Linked DNA regions of Mus musculus: region 1 is linked to region 2. The links are chromatin contacts, called in public HiChIP or PLAC-seq maps. All regions are on one chromosome and are shown on one strand. Each heading gives the region's core, a stretch centred on a gene start, on an enhancer-like site or on the middle of the called end of the contact. The rest is flanking DNA. Distances are from core to core; before and after follow the strand shown.

Region 1 (4,400 bases), core at 1,693-4,192, 170 kb after region 2:
GTAAAAAGTTACCTATGAAAGCTATCTCAGGGGGAAAGCAGAAGCGGAAAGATCTTAAGTGGGGAATAGTAAACAAATTAGGGAAAGGAAAAATTCTTTTCTACCTGCTCCTCCATCTTCCTCTCCTCTCTTTGTCCTCAGTGCTTACACATCTTTCAGAAAACATGATCACATGTTACAAAGTTCATCACAAGTTCACACAAAAAATTAAATCATAAATCAAAATAGAAGTTTACAACAGAGAATGTTTCCATGCATATCCATTAGGAGTAATTATCTGGCTAAACATCCATCACCTGTCTCAGCTCCACAGGTTCACTAAAGGTTTAAAACCATAACTAAGTTATTAGTGAAGCTTTGTATAGATAAAGCTAGTCAATATTTTATCTTCTGTCCTAGCACCTATAATAAATTGTTATTTCCCTTTTTATGACTTTTGGTCAATTGTTTTACAACCTCTTGGAATGTGCTCTTATTAGGAAAAAGTCTGGTTACTATCTAAGAGCAATTAACTGGTGACACTTGGGAGACTGGCAGAGTTCTCATTGCAGTTTTGACTGTCAGAAAAGAACTAATAGCAGTCCCACTATAAAAGAGCTTAATAATCACAAATATAATTTTAGGAATTCTTATAGGATGGATCATCATTAAGACTTAAGAAGTCATTTATTTGTCTATATAGCATTACTACTAGACAGTACCTCTTCATAGATCTGCTCCAAAGGGGTGTGCTATTCTTAGGGATTGTTATATATGTTTAATAATAGCAGAAAAAGCATATTAATAGCAGGAATCTTTTCTAAAATGAATCCCTTACAGTCTTGTTGAATAAGGGCACACCTGCCACAGATTATATAATAATCTGAAGCAGGCCATTTCTGGATGATCACCTGGTAGTTATTTGCTTGTCTCATTATGGCTCCTGGCACCCACCTACCTATCTGAGAACTTGTAATTCCTTGCTCAGATCATATTTGCAATTTTATTCTGTGTGTATTTCCTTAATTAACAGGCATCCCCATATGTAAGTAAGTGCATTGAGAGTAAGGCATTACCTTGCATCTGATGAGACCCTCAATAGGTACCTGTAAAACTGCTGCTCCTTGTTATTCTTAAGGAATTTAAAAATGTCTGACACACCATAAAGTCTCACAGAATAAAAGGTTAAATTAATTAAAAGCATGCAAGAGGGCCAGGCATGTTAGTACATGCTATAATCTCTGCACTTTGAAGGCCAAGAAAAGACATCAGGAGTTCAAGGCCAACCTAAACTGCATAACACAAACCACACACACACACACACACACACACATCTAAACAAGCAATAAAATGTAAGACAGAAGATAGTCTCATTTAAATCTCTTGAGTTATGCTAATATTATCTGCCTCCATACTTACATCCCACACATGTGAGGATCTGTAGGACAGCACAAAAGGATGTGCTGTGGGGCTGGCATTGAGGATAACAGGATCTCCAACCAGAGAAGTGTGAGGTGAGAGAGACATGGTGACCGTGGCAGCCCGTGTATGATAAGAGGCATTTTCCAGGAGGGGGCCCGCATTCTCCACAACAAAATTTGGAGCAGCTTGAACACCTTAGTGAAAACACAAAACTAGACTTTACATTCCTACAAGGCTTCCCAAACCCTTTCATGTGTGAAGCCCCAGAGGAAAAGCACACTACCCGCTTAGTACCTTTTTTCTTGGAATTCTGAATAGTAAAATGATTGTTGAGGGTCTGAGACCTTTTGTTACAGGTGAGCTTGCAAAAAGTACTGCTAGTTCTGTTTTGCGCTGAAGAAAGTTAAAAGTATAGGAATGGCTTTATGTGACACAGCCATGCAATGGCAGAGCTAGAATTTTAATCCCAAATTTACCAGATTCATATCCATTATTCTTAAATGGTTGAAACTATTTTATGAATCAGAGTAAAAATGTTAGAATATCAAAAGTTCTCAGAATTTCAAATTTGGGAGATGCACCTATCTACAAAGTGATAGCTGTGGCTCTGAAGGTGACAGAGGGGAACTGATCAAGGGGACATTTTTGAATCTCACACTTTGACTCAGGTCCCCGTCTTCCCTCTTACTAGCCTTACAAACACTAGGCTAGCTACCCATGCTTTCTAAAGCTGGAAAGCAACTGCTGTCATTCCATTAGAAATGTCTTTGTCTGAACCTCATGGGCATCTGATCACCATTACTACAATGTAGATCATTGGCCATCATTCTCAATATATATTTCCTAGTCTAGTCACAGCAGTTGTAGATTTCATCTTACAAGTCACTATATATTTTGTTAGACACTGTGTGAAAGGCTGATAGAAATGGCTTTCCAAGTGACATTGTTTTCTATGAATATCATCTACCCTGCAGTATTGAGAAATTATCACTCAAAATCACAATGTGTTCAGAGCAAAGAGTCATTAAGCACCTCACAGAACTGGCCTTCTTTACTCCTCCTTTTCCCTCTTTCCTCGTTTTCTTTCCTAATTTCAACTGACTCTTGTCTTTAACTAAGGCAGAATCTGGCTAGAATCTCAGAACTTCTTAGAAATTGACAAGATTATGTTGGCACCCTAAAAACAAAACCCTTTGGCCTTCCCTCTTAGCATTACCATTTCAGGTCCACCCCCTGAAGACCTCATGGAGCCATACCACACAGGTGGCACTACCCACCTGCCCACCCAGATAGGCTCTTGCCGCCAGCAGAGAACTCTGTTGATCTGTGTACCTCATACAGCTAGCTCCATGAAGCATTCAGTACTGGCTCCTACAACCTGAAGACTACTCAGAGCCATGCACCTCATACAAGTGATACAGCCCACCCTGCAATCATTTCATAAGAAGCCTGACCACCCAAGGAGCCACATCTCTCCCACAATCCTCCTGACTACACACTGAACTTCCCTATTTTCCCTATGTGTGCTGTCCCCACCCTTTGTGTTGAATAGAGCTCACTCTACACAGAGCAGCTAGACTTAGTGAATCACATCAGAAGGCAGCAGAAGAATGTGCTGCCCTTTGAATGCTGGTCAGGCAGAGAATAGAGGACTCTCAAAAGACTAGGAAGAGAACCTGGAATCTTCAGCACAAGTTCCACATAAGAAAACAAGGCCTCAAACCCTCAAAATCCTGAACATTGTACTTTTCAATCCGGAAAGAAGAAAGATGACTTGAGCAAAAGAAACACCCAACTAACACATTATTCCAGATGCACAAGTCCTACCACAGAAACAAAAGTAAACAAAAACATGACAGTATGTCACCCACAGAAGTTACTAATTTCATAGTAATAAATCTGATTGAAAATGACCTGGGGGATCTTACAAAGAATTATGGTAACTATGAGCAAATGATGCAAAGGTCATCCCAGCAAAGGAAAAGAACTAGGCTTATCCCCATCTAGCTTCAAGTGAATGAGACCCAAACTATGACTTATTCATTAGGCTCTGCCCAATTAGTGGGGATTACCCCTAGTAATTTTCTAACACTAGACTGATGACTTCCTAAATTGTGCTCCCCAAATACTTGAGTTCTGAATCTTCCCAGTTATTTCTGCTCCAGTGGTCTGGTGTGTAGCCTCCCATAAGCCTGAAGCAGGCTAGCCAGAATTTGACCCTGCTGCTACTAAGGAGATTATCTAGGGTGGAGCCTTCCTACCTAGATCACTCTATTGTTCTGCCACCTCCAAGGTTCCTCTTCAAGATACTGCTACCTGCTGAGAGGCGCACCCCACCCCCACCCCGCCCCCGGAGCTATTCTGGAGACTATGTCCTATCTTGCACGTCATCGCCTGCAGCTGGTTCCAGGCTCCAAGGATGAATTGGCAGGAATGGACTTTCCCCCCTCTTTTATAAAGCGTGTCCGCCATTAAAAATTTGAACCTTGAGCAGGCTAGCATGTCTTGGTTCCATTATTTCTCAACTCGCCTAGGCTCCCTCTTTTCTTCCAGATTCCAAGATGCCTTCCCGGCTCGAACCCGGACATGTTCGAGCTGCTGGCCGGCCCCAACACTGGTGTTCTTGGGAGGCGTTTTACTCTGGACCATGCTGCTGGTTCATCATGACTAATGGAGACATCCTGTTCTCTCATTCTTCTCTTCCTCTGTGCTCCTTCTCTCTCCTTTTTTCTTTCTCCAACTGTCCCTGCCTCTGACCCCCACACACATAATGAATGCATAACTCAAAGCTCCATCTCTCTATTCTCCCCTATAATTAATTGTAGCCATTTTATTTAACCAATGTTTTTAAATTGGGGAGTAAGATTTGCACAACAAAGGCTGATGTACATGGAAATTTGCTCATCTTGGAGCAACCAGATCTTGGGGTACAGAATTTAGCATTTGAATGCATAGCAGTATCTGACCAACCCCCAACAAAGAGCTGAATTAAATAAGGG
Region 2 (4,683 bases), core at 365-2,864:
ATGTTACAGGCTGCTGATGTTTAAATGGACCAATCATGTGAAACCGCGCCAATTCCTCCCCCAGCCCCACTCCTTTTCTATAAAAACCCCTAGCTTCCAAGCCTCGTGGTCGAATCCACTGTCTCCTGTTGTGTGAGATACGTTTCGACCCGGAGCTCCGCCATTAAAAAACCTCTTGTTGTTACATCAAGGTGTTGTGTTCTATTCGTGATTCTTGGGTGCACGCCGAATCGGGAGCTGAGTGGGGGTTTCCCCACTGAGTTCTTTCATTAACAAGTTTCATTAGTGTCTTTTTTTATACCATCTATGAATATTTATTAATACTTGTTACTATCAAATACATATTTGAATATGTAATTATGAAACTCTCCACATAAATCTGTATTTTATTGTGTTCCCCTATGGATTGTTCTGGGAGTAGCATATTACCCAAGAGAGACCTTATTTAAAAGTGAGAAATGAGTATAGGAAATGATATATTAAGGTAATGATGGTAAGGACTTGGAGTGCTTTATGAGGGGGAATGGTTTGGGTAAAACAGCTGTTTGTCAACTGTCTAGGTACAATCAGACATGGAGGAGGAATTTTGCACTTTGAGAGTGTCCAGTTTTCTACTGGCTACCTCACAGAGGGAATATAGGCCCTCTTAGGCAGCCAGATCTCTTTGTTCTTTGTAATTATTCACTGACTTGTGTGTGATAGGGGTTAGTGGTGCTTAGACTGCAGAGGAGTTGGATCCTTCTACTGAAAGATTTTTAAAGAGGCCAGGTTCTTTATCTTTGAGAGCCTAGGGAGACATTAAGATTCAACCAGAGAGTAATCATTCCAGGAACCTGTCAAGTATCTCTGATTCTCAATGGACTCTTCTGAGGATGCAAATGTACAGAGAGAACGTTGTTATAAGGGGCCAGGCTTCTCAGTTTTAAGCATAGGCATGAATATGTCGTGCACCAGAAACCAGAGAATGAGAAAGAGCTGTCACCCTAACCAGGTATTATTGACTCCGAGCCTCTACATGGAAGAGGAGAGTGGAATCTCCCTGGTCACTATAAGTGTCACCAAATATGGTGACTGAGAGTCATGGGCAATGGAAGAGTTAACCCAGGAAGATCAGAGTAGATTTGAGATACTTCAAGGAAGCCTCAGCAGGGCAGCAACAAGAACTTCCAGGCCTGAAATGGTAGGTAGACTGCCATGGATTCTATTTGGATTCTACATTTTTTTGGCTTTGGTTTCTGTTGCGAGCTGGCCCGCAGCTCACAAGAAATGGGGGTACACCTGGGAGGCAGACTGGAGCTGAAAGAGAGAATGGAAGCCAAGATGATCCACTGTTCAAGGCTCCCATGTTTATTAGAAGTCTGCTCTTATAAAGGGTGGAAACCCATCCCCTGCCACGCCAAGTTTCTTGATGCTGTGATGCCAAGTTGTTAGCACAGCCTTTTAGCAGTAAGTTGCCAAATTTACAGGTTGTAGTTAATTCAGGAAAATCTCGGCGGACTGGTTCAGCCTCTAGGCAGGTGGTAGGCAGTGTCACATCAAAGGAAACCAGCCTAGTCAGAGGAGCTGCACCGCAGGTGACCTGCCTCAGTGGTAGGTCTGAACCAGCCTGCTTTAGGCTGGGGGAGGTTACAGGTTTCTGTCATGCAAAAGAGGGCAGCTCTGATGGTGTAGTGTTTGACTCTGTGCTGGGGTTGAGTTCATGGGGTAGCAATTCTGAAGTACAAGACTGGTTAAATTTGATTGACTTTCTTCAACCTTGCAATTGCCACAGTGCTTCTCACACTAAAGCTAACTTGACACTTTTGGACAGCCTGGAAAGAGATCATAATTTGTCCTTTGAAGTCTCTGCTTTCCCTGTGTTATTAGGGCCAGTTCCTGGACAAGACTTGCATTGTGGAAAGTCTCCGGTAGGAACTTGTTTTGGTTACTCAATCTCCATCTCGCTATAGCTATGACCCTTGCTTTTCCTTCCTTGCATTATATCTAGAACACCAACAGATACATGAGTTTGGCCGGCTCTTGCCTAGGAAATGTAGTGGGTGTTACTCCTAGTTCCTCTCCTATTTAAACACAGCTGGAGTTTTCATCCTTCTTCTTTGAAGGAATACAGATATATCCTGCATCATTAATTTGATTGGAGCCTTGGGAAGTTTAGCAAGAGAAATGCAACATTTTGAATAATAAACTTTCTAACTTGACATTTCCTCACACATAAGAAAGTGCCTGCGTCTCAGGTCCCTGGGTACCTCACTAATTTATACACATGAAAGTCTGTGTCATGAAGATTCCATTTGGCAACATTCCCAGCAATGTACGGAGCTGTGAGCCGAGGATTAATTTCTAGCCCTGTTTCTAGGCCTATTACTGAACAGACTTCAAAATCCTATTAGAAATTATAATGCAATTTAACATATCCCCAGTTCTCGCAACACTCCAGGGACTTGATAAGATGATTTACCTGGAAGGTATTTATATTTATTGCTTCTTGTATTATAAGGCCAAACATTTCTAATTTGTTATTTAACGATTCTTACATTGAATTCTTATTCTGTTGTCCTCTAAATTCTCATTGAATAGAAATGAGAGGCTGGTTTTGTATGGAGGAGAGAGAAGACTTCTCCAAGCCCCTGCAGCAATGTTCAAGCTGCTTATGGCTGGGTGTTGACATTGGTGGAGCAGTTAAGACTCAGACTTTTAAAAATTTAACTACTTTCCACTCTGCCTATGAAATCAAACAACATAAATAAATGTTATTTGAAAATTATTTGATAAATGTAATTTAAAATTTTTTAATTTAAACATTTAAGTGAAAAATAATTTTTAATAATTCCACCAAGCAGTTACTATAATCTGTAATATATTTGACTTATTTATTAAATGTAATGATTGCATGTATTTGTGCATATATGTGCACACAGGCACTGAAGTGTTATCCCTGATTGTAGACTGTTTTATTTAAATCATTCAGAGACCTTAGGAGATGAACATTACTATCGGCTACATTTTCTAAAAAAAATGGAATTCTAGATTCATCTAAGCAATCTGAACAAATATTTTTTTATCTCAGACTCTTTCACAACCTTGAGATTATGTTTCCATCTGGGAAACATAGTAGGGTGTAAGTATAAACATGATGTCATGTTGATGACTATACATTTTATCCTGAACTTAGTTACGGTATATTCTTTGTTTCCTACTTTAAAATTTTTACACATGCTTATTACTGTTTCTAAATTATCTTAATATCTGGACACTTTGCTGAAGTTGTTTATCAGCTGGAGAAGTTCTCTGGTAGAATTTTTGAGGTTGCTTATGTATACTATCATATCATTTGCAAAAAATAATACATTTATTTCTTCTTTACCAATTTGTATCCCCTTGATCTCTTTTTATTGTCTTATTTTTCTAGCTAACACTTCGAGTACAATATTGAATAGATATGGGGAGAGCGGGCGTCCTTGTTTTGTCCCCAATTTCAATAGGATTGCTTCAAGTATTTCTCCATTTAATTTGATATTGGCTGTTGGTTTGCAGTAAGTTACTTTTATTATGTTTAGGTGTGGGCCTTGGATTCCTGATCTCTCTAATACTTTTAACATGAAGGGAGTGTTCTATTTTGTCAAATGCTTTTTCTGCATCTAAGGAGATGATCATGTGATTTTTTTCTTTGACTTTGTTTATATAGTGGATTACATTAATGGATTTTCATGCACTAAACCAACTTTGCATCCCTAGGATGAAGCCTACTTGATCGTGGTGAATGATGACTTTGATGTGTTCTTGGATTCAGTTTGTAAAAATTTTATTGAGTATTTTTGCATTGATATTCATAAGCGAGATTGGTCTGAATTGCTTTTTTGGTTGGGTCCTTGTGTGATTTATGTATCACAGTAATTGTGGCTTCATAGAATGAGTTAGGTAGTGTTCCTTCTGTTTCTCTTTTATGGAATAGTTTGAGGAAAATTGGTATCATGTCTTCTTTGAAGGTCTGGTAGCATTCTTCAATAAAACCATCTGGCCCTGTTTTTTTTTAGTTGGGAGGTTTTTAATAACTTCTGTTTCCTTGTGTGATGTGGGCCTGTTTAGATAGTTTATCAACTCTTGATTTATCTTTGGTATTATCTTTCTAGAAAACCATCCATTTCATTTGGATTTTCAAGTTTTGTTTAGTATAGGCTTTTATAATAGGATCTGATGATTTTTTAAAATTTCCTCCATTTCTGTTGTTATGTCTCCCTTTCCATTTCTGATTTTATTAATTTGGATAAGTCCTCTTGGCCCTTTAGTTAGTTTGCCTAGGGATTTATCTATCTCGTTGATTCTTTTAAAGAACCAGATTTTAGTATTGCTGATTCTTTTTATTGTTTTCTTTGTTGATTTCATCCCAGAATTGGATTATTTCCTACCTTCTACTCCTCTTGAATGAGTTTACTTATTTTTGTTCTAGAACTCTCAGGTATACTGTTAGGTTGTTAGTGTACGATCTCTCCAGTTTCTTTACCAGGGTACTGAGTGCTATAAAATTTCCTCTTAGCACTGCCTTCATTGTATCCCATAAGTTTGGATATGACATGTCAATATTTTCATTAAATCCCAGGAAGTCTTTAATTTCTTTCTTTATTTCTTCCCTGACCAAGTTATCATTGAGTAAAGAGTTGTTCAGTTTCCAAGTGTATGTGGACT

Evidence for each region. HiChIP or PLAC-seq counts read pairs in DNA pulled down with a chosen protein or histone mark.
Region 1: a contact with region 2 is called in an H3K27ac HiChIP or PLAC-seq map of embryonic stem cells, with 43 read pairs. The contact joins two enhancer-like sites. A contact is called at or near these places in 5 of 39 promoter capture datasets (HPC-7-derived erythroid cells, embryonic stem cells and stem cell-derived epiblast-like cells), 2 of 484 Hi-C or Micro-C datasets (both in embryonic stem cells) and 5 of 115 datasets of contacts at active chromatin or transcription factors (all in embryonic stem cells).

The regions. Positions count from the first base shown.
Region 1 is chr14:13,903,674-13,908,073 of GRCm38.p6, forward strand. Gm281 (cadherin-related family member 3) reads right to left here. Exons shown (of 15, transcript XM_011244864.1): 2 at 1,399-1,595. Among named protein-coding and RNA genes, the nearest start is that of Gm281, 8.6 kb to the right of the region's middle. Within about 2 kb of position 2,943, at least 7 of the 459 cell types and tissues checked have an H3K27ac peak or open chromatin away from gene starts, as enhancers often do. A contact at or near this core is called in embryonic stem cells, where this site is marked.
Region 2 is chr14:13,730,872-13,735,554 of GRCm38.p6, forward strand. No RefSeq gene overlaps it. Among named protein-coding and RNA genes, the nearest start is that of Sntn, 62 kb to the left of the region's middle. Within about 2 kb of position 1,615, at least 16 of the 459 cell types and tissues checked have an H3K27ac peak or open chromatin away from gene starts, as enhancers often do. A contact at or near this core is called in embryonic stem cells, where this site is marked.